Regions from separate parts of the Mus musculus genome. Here regions 1 and 2 are each linked to region 3. Evidence: chromatin contacts called from public Hi-C data. All regions are on one chromosome and are shown on one strand. The core of a region is the stretch at or near the end of the contact, and the rest is flanking DNA. Distances in the headings are between cores, read along the strand shown.

The links. A called contact is a pair of places that touch in the nucleus more often than the background predicts.
Region 1: a contact with region 3 is called in a Hi-C map of liver, with 4 times the contacts expected there. The contact joins two enhancer-like sites. A contact is called at or near these places in 3 of 484 Hi-C or Micro-C datasets (liver and uterus).
Region 2: a Hi-C map of liver shows a contact between it and region 3, with 3 times the contacts expected there. The contact joins two enhancer-like sites. A contact is called at or near these places in 1 of 39 promoter capture datasets (hippocampal neurons), 9 of 484 Hi-C or Micro-C datasets (cardiomyocytes, cerebellar granule neurons, cerebellum and 5 more), 3 of 115 datasets of contacts at active chromatin or transcription factors (embryonic fibroblasts, fibro-adipogenic progenitors and heart atrium) and 1 of 9 other capture datasets (adipose tissue).

What each region holds. Positions count from the first base shown.
Region 1 is chr6:140,572,985-140,577,422 of GRCm38.p6, reverse strand. It overlaps Plekha5 (pleckstrin homology domain containing, family A member 5), which reads right to left. Exons shown (of 31, transcript NM_144920.3): 22 at 85-196. Among named protein-coding and RNA genes, the nearest start is that of Aebp2, 48 kb to the left of the region's middle. Within about 2 kb of position 2,267, at least 21 of the 459 cell types and tissues checked have an H3K27ac peak or open chromatin away from gene starts, as enhancers often do. A contact at or near this core is called in liver, where this site is marked.
Region 2 is chr6:140,545,672-140,550,066 of GRCm38.p6, reverse strand. All of the region lies in intron 11 of Plekha5 (pleckstrin homology domain containing, family A member 5), which reads right to left. Among named protein-coding and RNA genes, the nearest start is that of Aebp2, 76 kb to the left of the region's middle. Within about 2 kb of position 3,001, at least 145 of the 459 cell types and tissues checked have an H3K27ac peak or open chromatin away from gene starts, as enhancers often do. A contact at or near this core is called in fibro-adipogenic progenitors and liver, where this site is marked.
Region 3 is chr6:139,876,262-139,880,961 of GRCm38.p6, reverse strand. All of the region lies in intron 26 of Pik3c2g (phosphatidylinositol-4-phosphate 3-kinase catalytic subunit type 2 gamma), which reads right to left. Among named protein-coding and RNA genes, the nearest start is that of Plcz1, 160 kb to the left of the region's middle. Within about 2 kb of position 2,486, at least 40 of the 459 cell types and tissues checked have an H3K27ac peak or open chromatin away from gene starts, as enhancers often do. A contact at or near this core is called in fibro-adipogenic progenitors and liver, where this site is marked.

The DNA of each region.
Region 1 (4,438 bases), core at 1,018-3,517, 700 kb before region 3:
GCTGGTTTCTGGTGATAGACTCTATTGAGGTGCAAATGTAACGCCATCTTTCCATTTAGACACCGCTGTGCAGAGCTGACCCACCTGTTTCTGAAGAGCCTCTTTGCTGTTTGTGTTTGCTCAACCCCTCCATGACATCTTGAATTCTCCAGAGCTCCTTTTGAATCTGTGCCCGTTGAATTCCTGCCGACTCACTCTATCAGCAAAGACGACAGATCACTGTAGTGCTTGCGTGGGGCAGGCCCGTGGACTCATGCATTTGAACCCTGGGTGTCTGCTGGCGGGGCCTTGATAAAGGCAGTCCACACTGGGTGGGAGCGTTGATGCTTTACAGCTGGGCCCGTCCTCGTTCTCTCCCTCCCGAGCTCTGGCCAGCCTCCAGGCCTTCCTGCCGTGATGGAACCAAGGCAGAGGGCCAGAAGAAACCCTTTCTCCACTAAGTTGCTTTTTGTTAGGGTTTTCTATGACAGCAACAGGAAAATAACTAACTCAATAACAACTTACGAAAACCGTCAACCTTATAAGTTCTACTAGTCATAAATAAACAATTAGAGCGGCCGAGGGCTAAGTCCCAGGGTATTTAGCGTAACACACACGAGGCAAACAGTAAAGCTGTGCCAGGCGTGGTAGTGCACACCTTTAATCCCAGCACTCAGGAGGCAGAGGTAGGCTGATTTCTGAGTTCAAGGCCAGCCTGGTCTACAAAGTGAGCTCCAGGACAGCCAGGGCTATACAGAGAAACCCTGTCTCAAAAAACAAAACAAAAAATCCCAAAAAACCCCCAAACAAACAAACAAACAAAAACCAGTAAAGCTGTGCATGTCCATCACGGCAGGAAGGCCTGGAGGCTGGCCCGAGCTCGGGAGAAGAGAAGGAAAGCCAAGGAGTTCTCCATGGGCTACCTCGGCTACAGATCACTTTCTCTGGTTTCACATACAGCCAAGCCAACGGTGGGCTGCAGATCAGTGGCAGGAAGTCATTTGTCCTGCATGCACAAGGCTCTCGCACAGCAGCAGCGCTGGATTTAAGAAAGAGTCACTACCGTGTAACTGCTGCTCAGTTACAGCTGCTGCTGCAGGCGTGGGCGTGCGCAGCCCAGGAGCAGAGCTGAGGACACTTATGCCCCATCACCTCCTCCCAACCTTCCTGTACAGGGAGGGAAGGCACTGTATTACTTGTGGTTTCATGGTTCACTGACAGGCATGGGACATGTTCTGAGGATCAGGGCTCCTGCACTACTTCCTAAATTCTAAAACATAAAAAACAATCCCCCATAATCAGCTTCCAAACGCTGACACCATTGCATACACTAGCAAGATTTTATCGAAAGGACCCAGATGTAGCTGTCTCTTGTGAGACTATGCCGGGGCCTAGCAAACACAGAAGTGGATGCTCACAGTCAGCTATTGGATGGGTCACAGGGCCCTCAATGGAGGAGCTAGAGAAAGTAACCAAGGAGCTAAAGGGATCTGCAACCCTATAGGTGGAACAACATTATGAACTAACCAGTACCTCGGAGCTCTTGACTCTAGCTGCATATGTATCAAAAGATGGCCTAGTCGGCCATCACTGCAAAGAGAGGCCCATTGGACTTGCAAACTTTATATGCCCCAGTACAGGGGAACGCCAGGGCCAAGGAGTGGGAGTGGGTGGGTGGGGGAGTGGGGGGGGGAGTGTGTTGGGGACTTTTTGGATAGCATTGGAAATGTAAATGAGGAAAATACCTAATAAAAACAATTAATTCTAAAAAAAACAAAACAAAAAAAAAAAAACAAACAATCCCCACTTGATTGACGGAAGTAAGTAAGTGTGTTTCCAATACAAACATTTCATCCCAGCCACTTTTACTCTATTCTGGTACATTCACTTTCTTCTTCTTCTTCTTCTTCTTTTTTTTTTTTTTTTTGGTTTTTCAAGACAGGGTTTCTCTGTGTAGCCCTGGCTGTCCTGGAACTCACTTTGTAGACCAGGCTGGTCTCGAACTCAGAAATCCTCTTGCCTCTGCCTCCCAAGTGCTGGGATTAAAGGTGTGCGCCACCACTACCTGGCCTACATTCTGTATCATGCTTTCTTATTTAAACATTTTGTATCATGCTTTAAGTTAAAACCACACAGTTTCAAGACTCTGTTATACTTATATGACCCTTGCAGGGAAATCCATTTGTCTTGGGGCTGGAATGATAGCTTAGCACTTAAGAGAGCTTGCTGTCCTTCCAAAAACCACACGTTAGTAGCTCACAACCACCTGTTACACAAAGTCCAGGGTCCATGACCTCTGAGGTATCCACACATGTGGCACACACTGTCCACATACAATGTCCTGTTGCTGTGAGAGAGGGAACACCATGGCCACAGCCAAACTCTTCCTATCTTATTTTTTTCTGAGACAGGGTTTCTCTGTGTAACTCCGGCTGACCCCAAACCCAAAACTCACAGAGATCCACCTACCTCTGCCTCCTGAGCGCTGGGTGGTGAGAACCAATGCTGCCTGGTGGCTTGCTTTGGGGGGCAAACTCTTCTAAAAAGAAAGTACTTGACTGGGGACTTGCTTACAGTTTCCGATGGTTAGTCCCTGACTATCATGGCTGGATACAGACAGGCACAGTGCTGAAGTAGTGCCTGACAGTCACACTGAGCCTGCTGTGGCTGCTGCTGCTGCTTCTTTTTTTATATTTATTTATCTCATGGATGTGGGTACACTGGCGCTGTCTTCAGACAGACTAGAAGAGAGCATCAAATCCCATTATAGATGGTTGTGAGCCACCATGTGGTTGCTGGGAGTTGAACTCAGGACCTCTGGAAGAGCAGCCAGTGCTCTTAACCAGAGTCTTCTCTCCAGCCCCCGCTGTGGCTTTTGAAGCCCCAAAGCCCACCCACAATAACATAAGTCCTCTAACTTGTTGAGGAAGTGTGTCACTGTTGTGGGCTCTGATGGCTCTTAGTGCTCAAGTTCTGACCAGTGAGGAAGAGAGTCCCCTCCTGACTGTCTGCAGAATTCAGTCTCTCCTGGCTGCCTTCAGATCAAGATATAGAACTCTCAGCACCTTCTCCAGCATCAAGTTGGCTTGCACCCTGCCTTGTTTCCTGCCATGATAATGTACTGAACTCTGAAATGTAAACCCCAATTAAATGATGTCCTTCATAAGAGCTGCCTTGGCCATGGTGTCTCTTCACAGCAATAAAACCCAAACTCAGACAGGGAGTATCTCACTAAGCAGCCCTGCTGGCCTGGAACTGTTTGGAGCCTAAGCTCTGGCTCTGCCTGCCTGCTGAACTCTGGGACTGCAGCTGTTTACCATCCTTCCTGGTTACAGGTCTGTTCTCAGTGTCTATTTGCCTGAAACCTGTCAATGCCTCAAGTATTACAAAGCACACAGAAGGACTCAGGAGTGAAAGCTCAGGAGAAAAACGACAGACAGGGAGAGAAGATTAACCATGCAAGCCAGAAACTTGCATGCCTGTAGAGTATAAAGTCTGTACAGATACATGTTTTTGGCAACCTAAAATTTGTACAAGTTTCATGTTTTAAGGTTTAGTTATATTTTGTGTGGGTGTGTATGGTGGTGGTTTGAATGAAAATGGCCAACATAAGCTCATATATTTGAATGCTTAATCACCAGAGAATCAAACTGCTTGGGAAGGCTGAGGGGGTGTGTCCTTGTTGGAGGAGGTGTGTCATTGTGGGTGGGCTGTGGGGTTTCAAGGGCCACAGCGGGCTCAGTGTCTCTTTTCTGCCTGTGGCTGTCAGGGACTAACCATCTGAAACTGTAAGCAAGCCCCCAGTTAAATACTTTCTTTTTAGAATAGTTTGCCTTGGTCACAGTGTCTCCTTGTAGCAGTAATAGAACAAACAGCGAGACAGTGTGTGCCACGTATGTGGGGAACCTCAGAGGCTGAAGGACAGGAATGGATCCCCTGGACTTAGCGTTATAAGTGGTTGTGAGCTCTTCAATACGGGGTCTCTGGAAGGGCAGCAAGTGCTCTTAAGTGCTCTAGTCCCAAGAAGAATATTATATTTAAAAATAAATATTATCTGACAACTAGGTCTGATGGGCATATTTATTACCTTAGTATGCAAGAGCTACAAGTAAGATACTATTAGAGGAAAAAAATAGTGCATATAATAAACAACTGTGTGTTAGCAGTCACAGAATGACATGCGAAGAATCTGAACCTAATTTATAGTAAGTGCTGAGAGTTGAGCTAAGGACTGAGCACACAGTACTGAGAGAGAGCTAAGTACTGAGAGCGCTGAGGGAACTGCACTAAACACAAAGAAGCACAAATGCTTCAGGGTTCACCAGGGTCCCGTAAGATGCAAAGGTTTTATAGAGGAGACGGGGAACATGGTGGGAGAGTGAGAGTCCTGTCACTGAAGACACTCCACTGTGTATCCGCAGAGGCCAACAGCCTGAGCCTGGGAAGGCTACAGAGGTAG
Region 2 (4,395 bases), core at 1,752-4,251, 670 kb before region 3:
AAGTTACTGTAACCCAAAAAACTCCCAGGGCTATGGGAAAGGTGGTATGGCTTCCACGCACGCACGCACGCACGCACGCACGCACGCACGCACGCACGCACGCACGCACGCACGCCTGCCTCCAGGGCTCTAAGGACTGAACTTTCACGACAGGCACTCTTGGCCTTTCCTGCTTCCTCTGCCTTGTACTGTGTGAGGTGTCTGCAGCTGCTAATCACTACAAGAACTGGGGGGGAACTGACCTGCAGGGGTTTACTAAACTCCTAAAGAAATTTTATGTGTTTTTATTTATTTTATGCATATCAGTGGGTTAGCCTGCATTTTTTTGTGCACCATTTTCGTGCCTGGTGCAGGTAGAGATCAGAAGAGGGCACTGGATCCTGTGGAACTAGAGTTACAGATGGCTGTGAGCCACTAAGTGGGTACTGGGAACAGAACATAGGTTCAGTGCTCTTAATTGCTGAGGCACCTACTTCTCCAGCCCTTATTTTACTATCCTTAATAATCTAATTCTTTGGCTGATAAATAAGAAGCCAAAGATGTCTTTTTATTGTATATATATATATGTGTGTGTGTTCGTCTGTGTGAGTGAATGCTATGTGTGTGCCGGAGCACATACAAGGAGGACAGAAGAGTCAAATCCACTGCCCCTGCAGTTACACGCAGTTGTGAGCCACCCAACATGGTGCTGGGAATCGAACCTGGGTCTTCTGGGAAGTAGCAAGTACTTTGAACTGCTGAGCCATCTCTGGCTCTTGCAGAGTCTCTGACACGGACTTGTGACTGGCAGCAATGCGTCAATACTGTTCCAGCAGCTGTGGTGGCACCTGTGCACTCTGGAGGCATGCGGCAGGTCTAAGGGAGCTTGGGTTGGACAGGACCTTTCAACAACAACAACAAAACCCCCAAAGTCCTTCAACAGATATGACTGGGACCACATGTAACGACTGGGTGCACACTTGGCTATGAGGCACATACACTACAGTTAGTTAGTTCTTACTGGTATGTAAAATTATATTATTGTTATTCAGTGAGAAGTTCTCTTTTGGAGGGATATACCTTCTCTTTGTGATTATGGAAAATACTGCAATGCAGAGGGAAAGGCAGAGAAGGAAGGCACGCACACCTGCAACCCCAGGACTTGGGCGGGGGGAATACAGGCAGTTGGATCTCTGTGAGTTCAAGGCCAGTGCGGTCTGCATAGCAAGCTCCAGGCTACCCAGGTTATCATATCCATATTCTTTTAATGTCTGGCATCATAATAAGAGTTTGTGAATGAAAATGCCTACTTGTAACAATTTCCAGACATTTATATATAAATGAAAAAAAAATTCCTTCTTTTAAAAAACATCTGCTAAAGACATGTGTGCTGTGCATGAAATTATTTCTCTATTATAATGAATTAATTGAAACTAAAGCCATCAGGGGCTGGAGAGATGACTCAGCAGCGGAATGCTTGCTGCTCTTCCAGTATCCACATGAGGTGACTCACATCCACCTCAGCTTTCGGCCTCTTGGGCACCCCCAACCCCAGGCCCAACACCCATGATATTCATACCCAAAATGAAAATAAAAAACAGAAGTAAGCATAAGGAAGACAGAGAGCTTAGGAAGCAGTGAGCTCAAAAGGCTGTGGGTGCCTTGTGTCCCCACTGTCTGGTAGTCACACGAGTCCTCTCTAGCCACTGTGCTTTCTAGACTACAAGAGAGCTTATTGCCAAGCTGTCTAGAGCCTAAGGTCACATTACTCATTACTATTCAAACAGTCTGATCCCTTCAGTCATCTCTCCTGAAGAGTAAACATCTCCTCCATCATTCTGGCTCCTCTTTCAGGCTCTTGCAATGCTGTCAGTGGCCCCACCCCCTAAGGCCAATCATCGAGCAACCAACTCTGGGAGTGGAGAGAGGCACAGTGTCATGTGACTAGACCAGAGTTCAATCAGTTGTGGCTTTCTCTCCTGTTGCAACCCTCGGGCCCCAATTAGACTTCCCTCCCTCCTCTCTTTGATAAGACAAAAGACAGAGATCAGGGTCACAAATGAAGAGCTGGCAGCCCCACACCCATCTCTTCAGGTATGGCAGCCGGGGGAAGTTGATTCCATCCAAGACTCCACTCTGGCACTTGAGTGTCCATCTCAACTTAACCACCATGCCTTCCTTAAGAAGGTACAGAAGTACAGAATGCCACCATGGAACTGTATCAGCATGAGAAGGCACATGAATCGCCAGACTAAAATACCCCAGACGACTAATAGTGCAAAGCACAATGTGCAGTGACAGCACTTGTCAGTCTCTGAAGCATCACTGGCATGTGAGCCGCTGTATCTGCTCCAACTGCCACGCCCTCCTGTGCTATTACCCGCAGTGTTCCCATCAGCCTGGCTATGGACACGAGTTTGAAAGGTTCCGCCCTCTTTGAAACTTTGGGGGACTTCTAATAGAAAAACGGTTATTAACAAGTAAATTCATTTTTTTTGTGGTCTCATACATGGTCTAGCTTTAGGAGACCTGCTTTTCAGAGGTATAAAATATTCCATTGATTGCTGTCCTAACGAAATGTAAATTCAGCCAAGTGTGATTTAGTGTGAAGCAGAAAGCATAAGAGGCAAGCACAGGGAGCCCACTCAGCAGCTGCTGCCTATGATCTGCCCTGGGGCCAATCAAGGCTCGGCTACTCAGACACTCTGCAGCTCTGTTCCTCTCAATACAGGGACCTACCAACGTTAACCACCCCTGCTGCCTACTAGGGTCTCAGTAATTAAAGCAAGCCTTTCATAAAGAAGAAGAAATCAGTTATTTCATGGATTACAATGCTTCTTTTTACCAGTACAAGTTTGCAAATGTTTTTTGGGAAGGTTGATTTACAACAGTACATGATACTTTTCCAAGATTCAAAGAGGCCATGAGCCATCTGCAAAGAATGTGACACTTCAAGTACCCAGGGGAACGACAACACTGTGAACCTGTGAACCTGCAGACAGAACCCTTGTCCGAGCCATCAGTCCAGCCTTCGGGAGGCTGCCCACAGAAGAAAAGGACAAAGTCCGTGCAGGGGCTGCTCAACCTCACTGACACCACACAGGAAAACGTAAGTCCCCGATGTCTGCTACCCTCTCTACACTTTTAAACTAAAGAAGAAAATGTTTTATTTGAGATTTAAATAGAGAGGAAGCAACTTGGCCACCCTCCAGTCTGAATGTGACCTTTAGTCCTCCAAACCTTTTTGCCCTCAGAGCTGCTTCCTGGTTTCTGTCTAATCAAAGGCACTGATTTGTTTCCTGCTGAGAGTATATCAGCCGGCTGTCCAAGAGTTAAACTCTATTTCTCATCCAGTCGGTACGTAATCTGCTTACCTAGGACTGTGGTCCGTGTGAAAGTCAATCAGACAGTGTATGACACGAACCAACACACACCGTGGGAATGCTACATCAAACTAGTCAGTGTGTGTGTGTGTGTGTGTGTGTGTGTGTGTGTGTATTTCTGCATGTACCTTGCAATTCTGACACCGTCTTGGAGGCCAGATACAGAGGTACAGCAATACTGAGGCAGAGACAGGGGCATCTAGGAGTTCCTGGTCAAGCCAGTCAGAACCACATGGTGAGATCCTGTTTCAAAAACGAACAGTGTTTTCCCAATTTTCAAGTACTTTACAACTCAATCACTATGTTGTACAGACGTCTCTACAATGTATCCGGTAAAGTCAGCCTTATTCACAACTCTCTCTTGTGCAAACCCTGAAAGGGAACACACAGGATGTGGGAGACAGTGAGCAGCACCTCACAGGGGGGTGCGCTTGCAGCCTCGGGAGAGCTACCAAGGCCAGCCTACCAAGGCTTTAGAGCCACCCTCCTGAAGCTTCTGATACTGCAGGCCGGCACTGTACCTGAGCAGAGCTGGAACACACCCCCATGTCTCACAAGCTTCTGCAGTGAACTGAAGAACAACGTGCTCTGGGACTTACACGTTACAGTAACAGTTCCACTACATAGAGACCTGCATGGAAATGGCTACACACTATACCATGGCGACATTATCAATATAAAGCACCTAAGGTAACTTGGAAAGTCCATTTAAATTAAAACATACTTTCTCAAAGAACTCTTGCTTTAAGAAAAATTTGGAGCCAGACAGTGGTGGTGCATGCCTTTAATCCCAGCACTCAGGACAGAAGCAGACAGATCTCTGAGTTTGAATCTAGCCTCATCTACAGAAAGTTCCAGGACAGCCAGGGCTACACAGAGAAACCCTGTCTCAAGCTAACCACCACCTCCCATCCCCCACCAAAAAAAAAATTACAACGAATTTTATGAATTTGAACAAAAAAAAACTTATAGAAATGTAAAATCTGTTGACTCGGGAGGGTTAGGATCAACTCCATGCCTTGTGCACACCAGG
Region 3 (4,700 bases), core at 1,237-3,736:
TATTGCCACTGTAAGCCCAGTAAGGCTTGAGGTCACACGCCCAGAAGAGACCACAGTGTTCTCGATGTGCTAAAAGAAAGAATCCCTGTGAATCTACCAGAACACAGAATATTATGTGTCTGAGTGCCAGAAAACAGAGGCAAAGTAAAACATTTCAGCAATAGTAAAGATTTAAAACACATATTCTAAAATCAAGAGAGTACTATTCAGCATGTACCACAACTAAGACAGTTCACCATGGTTGGTATTAAAGATAGGGTACACGAAGCCAAAGAAGAGGCTGGACTAGAATGTGGTGTGCAATGGAGACAATATTGGGTTTAAATATACATAGGTGGGGTTGGAGCGATCACTCACTAGTAAGAGCTTGTGCTGCTCTTGCAGAGGATCTGAGATCAGTTGCTAGCACCCATATCTACTGGCACAATCTATTGTCACTCCTGCTCCAAGGGATCAAATGCCAAAACAACTATTAACTTTATACATACATCCCTATAGGTAGATGATGGAGATAGAGATAGAGACAGAGATGATATAGAGCTAGAGATAGATATGGAATATATGTATATAAACACACACAGAGAGAGAGAGAGAGAGAGAGAGAGAGAGAGAGAGAGAGAGAGACAGAGACAGAGACAGAGAGAATTTGTCTAAATGGTTGGATACATTGAGAGATGTGACAGTTGAAAGCCACAGTTGCAGATGTGGCCTGAGGAGTCATTAGCACAAGTAAGTGCGACCAAGCCAACACTGCCAGTCCTAGAGATGAGTCTCCTGCCTGCCCTCCTGGGTTATTCCTGGCATCTTAACTTTGCTGTTTGTAAACGTGAGCAATTCCGGGCCAGGGAGATGATTCATCAGGTACAGGTGCTTATGTCCAAGCCGACCACCTGAATCCAGTTCTTGGAACCATGGTTTAAAACGAGCAAATTCTCCTCACTCCTGGCTTTTCTCCTCATCCCTGCTTCTTATCTTGATTTACAGTGGTGTCAATACCCAACCAGGAAGAAAGCCATGTTTCATTTTCTCTTTTTTTTCTGATTCTCTACAGCAGTTATTAATTTCATTAAAAACACTTAGCAGCCTGCTACATTCCTTCCCAGCCTTCACTGCAGGCATTATCACAGCAATTTACATCTATATGATGCCTAAATGGTTTCGCTAACTTTTCTTTACACCTGATGGTGGAAATAAATTACTGTCATAACTTCTGAATTGTGAGCCCAAAATCTGAGCAAAATGATGGTACTCTCTTCACTACAAACACTTGGTCATTTTTTCATCTCCCTATGCACTACTCAGTGGTGTCTGTACTCTGTCTTTACACTCCTTCATAATGTAAAACTTGGAAACTCTTATCAGTCATATATATATAAATATATATATGATCTAGTTAATTCTTCAACAACTATAAAACTATATAACTATATATAACTCTCTCTCAAACTATATATAACTACATAATTATATAACTATATAACTATGTATATATATCCTGGCTAAGAATACCTTTTCTTTTCCTTTCTTGACTATTGGAAGTCTTTATCTTACTTTGACCACTTTTAAAGTCCTATCTTCCAGTTTTGATCATTTTTGTTCATGTCAGATATGAAGTTCCTTGAGAAGACAACTGGACCTTTACTTTGTATTGAAATTGTTTAAGCACTAGCATGGTGCTTTTTTAGCAAGTGGAATCTATTGAACATCTAGTGCATAATGACTGCATAGGTGAATGAATAAATGATTAGAGAAACACTAAGTATTATTATGTTTTAAAGCCTCACTATGGCAAACTTAATACTACTAAATAACAAAACTCAGCTCTAGAGCTACACATTTCCTATGGCAAGTAGAATCTAGATTAGCTTTTTTCTTGTCTAGCACTGGATGTTTCAGAGATGTCTATGGACTGACTGAGAAAGATTCTTGTTTTAACCACTGCATGAACATTTATTTGCTAAGAACAGAGTTCTGTGGAGTCTGAATTACATTCTAGTCTCTCTGGACTCACAATAGCTTGTTCAGGACTCTGTCAAATATTTTTATTGGGTCACATAGTATACTTACTTTCTCCTCTGCCAATTTATATATTTTTATCATCTATCTATCTATCTATCTATCTATTATCTATCTATCTATCTATCTATCTATCTATCTATCTATCTGCTGACACATGCATACTATGACAAAACCGATGAGTCCAACTCTCTTTCCATCATATGACTGAATATATGTAACAAGTCTCGTTTCCTGTCCTATTCCTTTGAAAGGAGTCTTTGAGTCTTTATAATACAATAAAATACAAAGCCACCTATCTATCTATCTATCTATCTATCTATCTATCTATCTATCTATCATCTTCCACTTAGCTGTATCTGATCCAATGCAACTGTGTTTCAGTGTTTTTGTACAGAGTGCATGGGTGATATGTGTAACTGGGGCAGCAGGAAGAGAAAAGGCAGCTGGTACAGATATGAGCCAACACTGGATGGATGAGTCATGTGTTTTTAAGGACAGGAGTTTTGTTTTGTTTCTATTCTCCTGCTACTAAGTCCAGCTCTCTTTTAATAGCTTCGCTTAGGGAAGCAGTGCTCTTTCCTTACCATATAGGGAATCGAGAAAGATTTCTGCTGGGAAATCTCTGATATAATAATGGGAGTGATAAACATTTGAAGCCGGTGAATGGTCCCTGTGTTCTTTGAGAGTCTTCCATAATAGTTCATATTGATTTTTTTAATGGGAGAAGAGCTGAGGAGGCACAGGCTTTTATATTGGTGAACTCAGCCAGGAGCACACTTGGGTCTCCTACAGATGTTGCTTTTAAGCAAGATGAGAATTACATAGATTACTCCTTGCTTGCTTTTCCCATGTGGAAACAAAAGCACAGCAGATATCTGGCAACAAGATGCTTTCTGCTGGGGACGGGTCATTAACTCCACATTGAACCGACTGCACGCCTGTGCCTCATGATCCTGGGTATTGATCATTTGCAGAAGCCAGCCTTGATGACCCGGGCCAGGCATTTCTCAACTTGTAACTGGGTCATGGTGTAGTGCATTGAACTGTGCTTAAAGACATCAACACAAGAGTCAGAATGGAGAAAAAGGTCATATTAAATGTGTATATAGAAAGCAGAATTTTTTTTTTACAAATTTAAATTTGGTTTTAATTTAAAAGAGGTTTTAGCTAGACAGTGTGTGGTCCTGAAATAACCACTGAAGACTTTATCTGAAGAGTCACAGAGGACTCTTATATACTAGAGTATGTACATACTGGAGTAAAACAGGGAAACTGGCTAGAAACCAAGAACCACACACCCCAGTATGTGCACTCCAGTACAGTATGATTTTCACTTACAAATGCTGGGATCCTCAGTTACTTATATGCACAAATTTTATCATCACTCTTCAACTTAAAATTTTAAGTCTCTAGGTTTTATATTTTATCCTCTCATTAATAGTTCCTAGCACATAGTAGGCTCTTGAGAGCTCATGGACTCATGAGTAAGATCTTGGGAGAGTCCAACTAGATCATGCCAGAGTTTGACAGTACATGAGAATTGATAGTGCCTAGAAATTCATTATATAAATAAAGTCATTTTCCTTGATTTAGTGCTTGTAGAGTTAGTTTTCTCTGTGTCATAGAATTAGCTTGTTATGAGCTGTAAGCCATCCCATAAAAGCAATAGAGAAAAAGAGAATTGGGAACTAGAACAAAGATCTATAAAGAAAAATTCCTGGCTACAGTTGGAGATCCTGATGCCTGGGGATGTTACTCAGTAGGAGAGATGCAGGCTCAATTCCTATCACAGAATAAAAAAAAAATACTGAACCAAACCAAACCAAAAGAACACAAAAAATCCCCCTGAATTATGAAGTAATTAGTAAAATTGAGAAATTGACCCTTCAGTTTTAATGAATACTAATTTGAATTTTACATGTGAGTGCGTGATCTTGTAATGGTCAGTTCATTTTTTAATTGATTGCTTTGATTGGTTGGTTGATTGATTTTTGAGTCAAGATTTCATGTAGTCCAGGCTGGCTTTAAACTTGCTTTGTAACCAAAGATGACCTTGTACTTCTGACCCTCCTGCCTCTTTCTCCCAGGTTCTGCATTTTGGAATTACAAGTGTGTAGCACCACAGCCAATTGTCTTCAGTGCTGGGCCAGCACTTTACCAACTGAAATATATTCCTAACCTGACAGTATTTAAAGTAAATTAACAATTATCTTATATTATCACATTAATTAACTGAACTCTACTATATGGCAGATACTATCATAAATCCTTTATGTTAATTATCAGCTAGAGTTATGAAAATTAATCTATTAATATCTTAGCATAATGCCTGGTCCATATGATGCATTTATTATCAGGCAATTTATCCATCAATTCCATAAGGTAAAAGTTATTATCCTCATTTTAAATGGAAACAGTACATAGGTTAAGTATAAATTTAACCTTTAAATGCTAAGCCTGCATTCAAAATTAGGGAGATCCAACCACCAAATTTGTCTCCTCAACATCTACTAGCAGAATTGAAGTTTCTAAGCCAGCCATTTTTTACTCCAAAAAACACAGATAGATAAACTAGTGGTATGCTACTCTCCTGTGGATGGATGTAATTGTTACAATGGATGTATGCACTTAAAGAAATCATTATATCATTTTCCAAAAGATATTTCTATTGGCCACTTCTT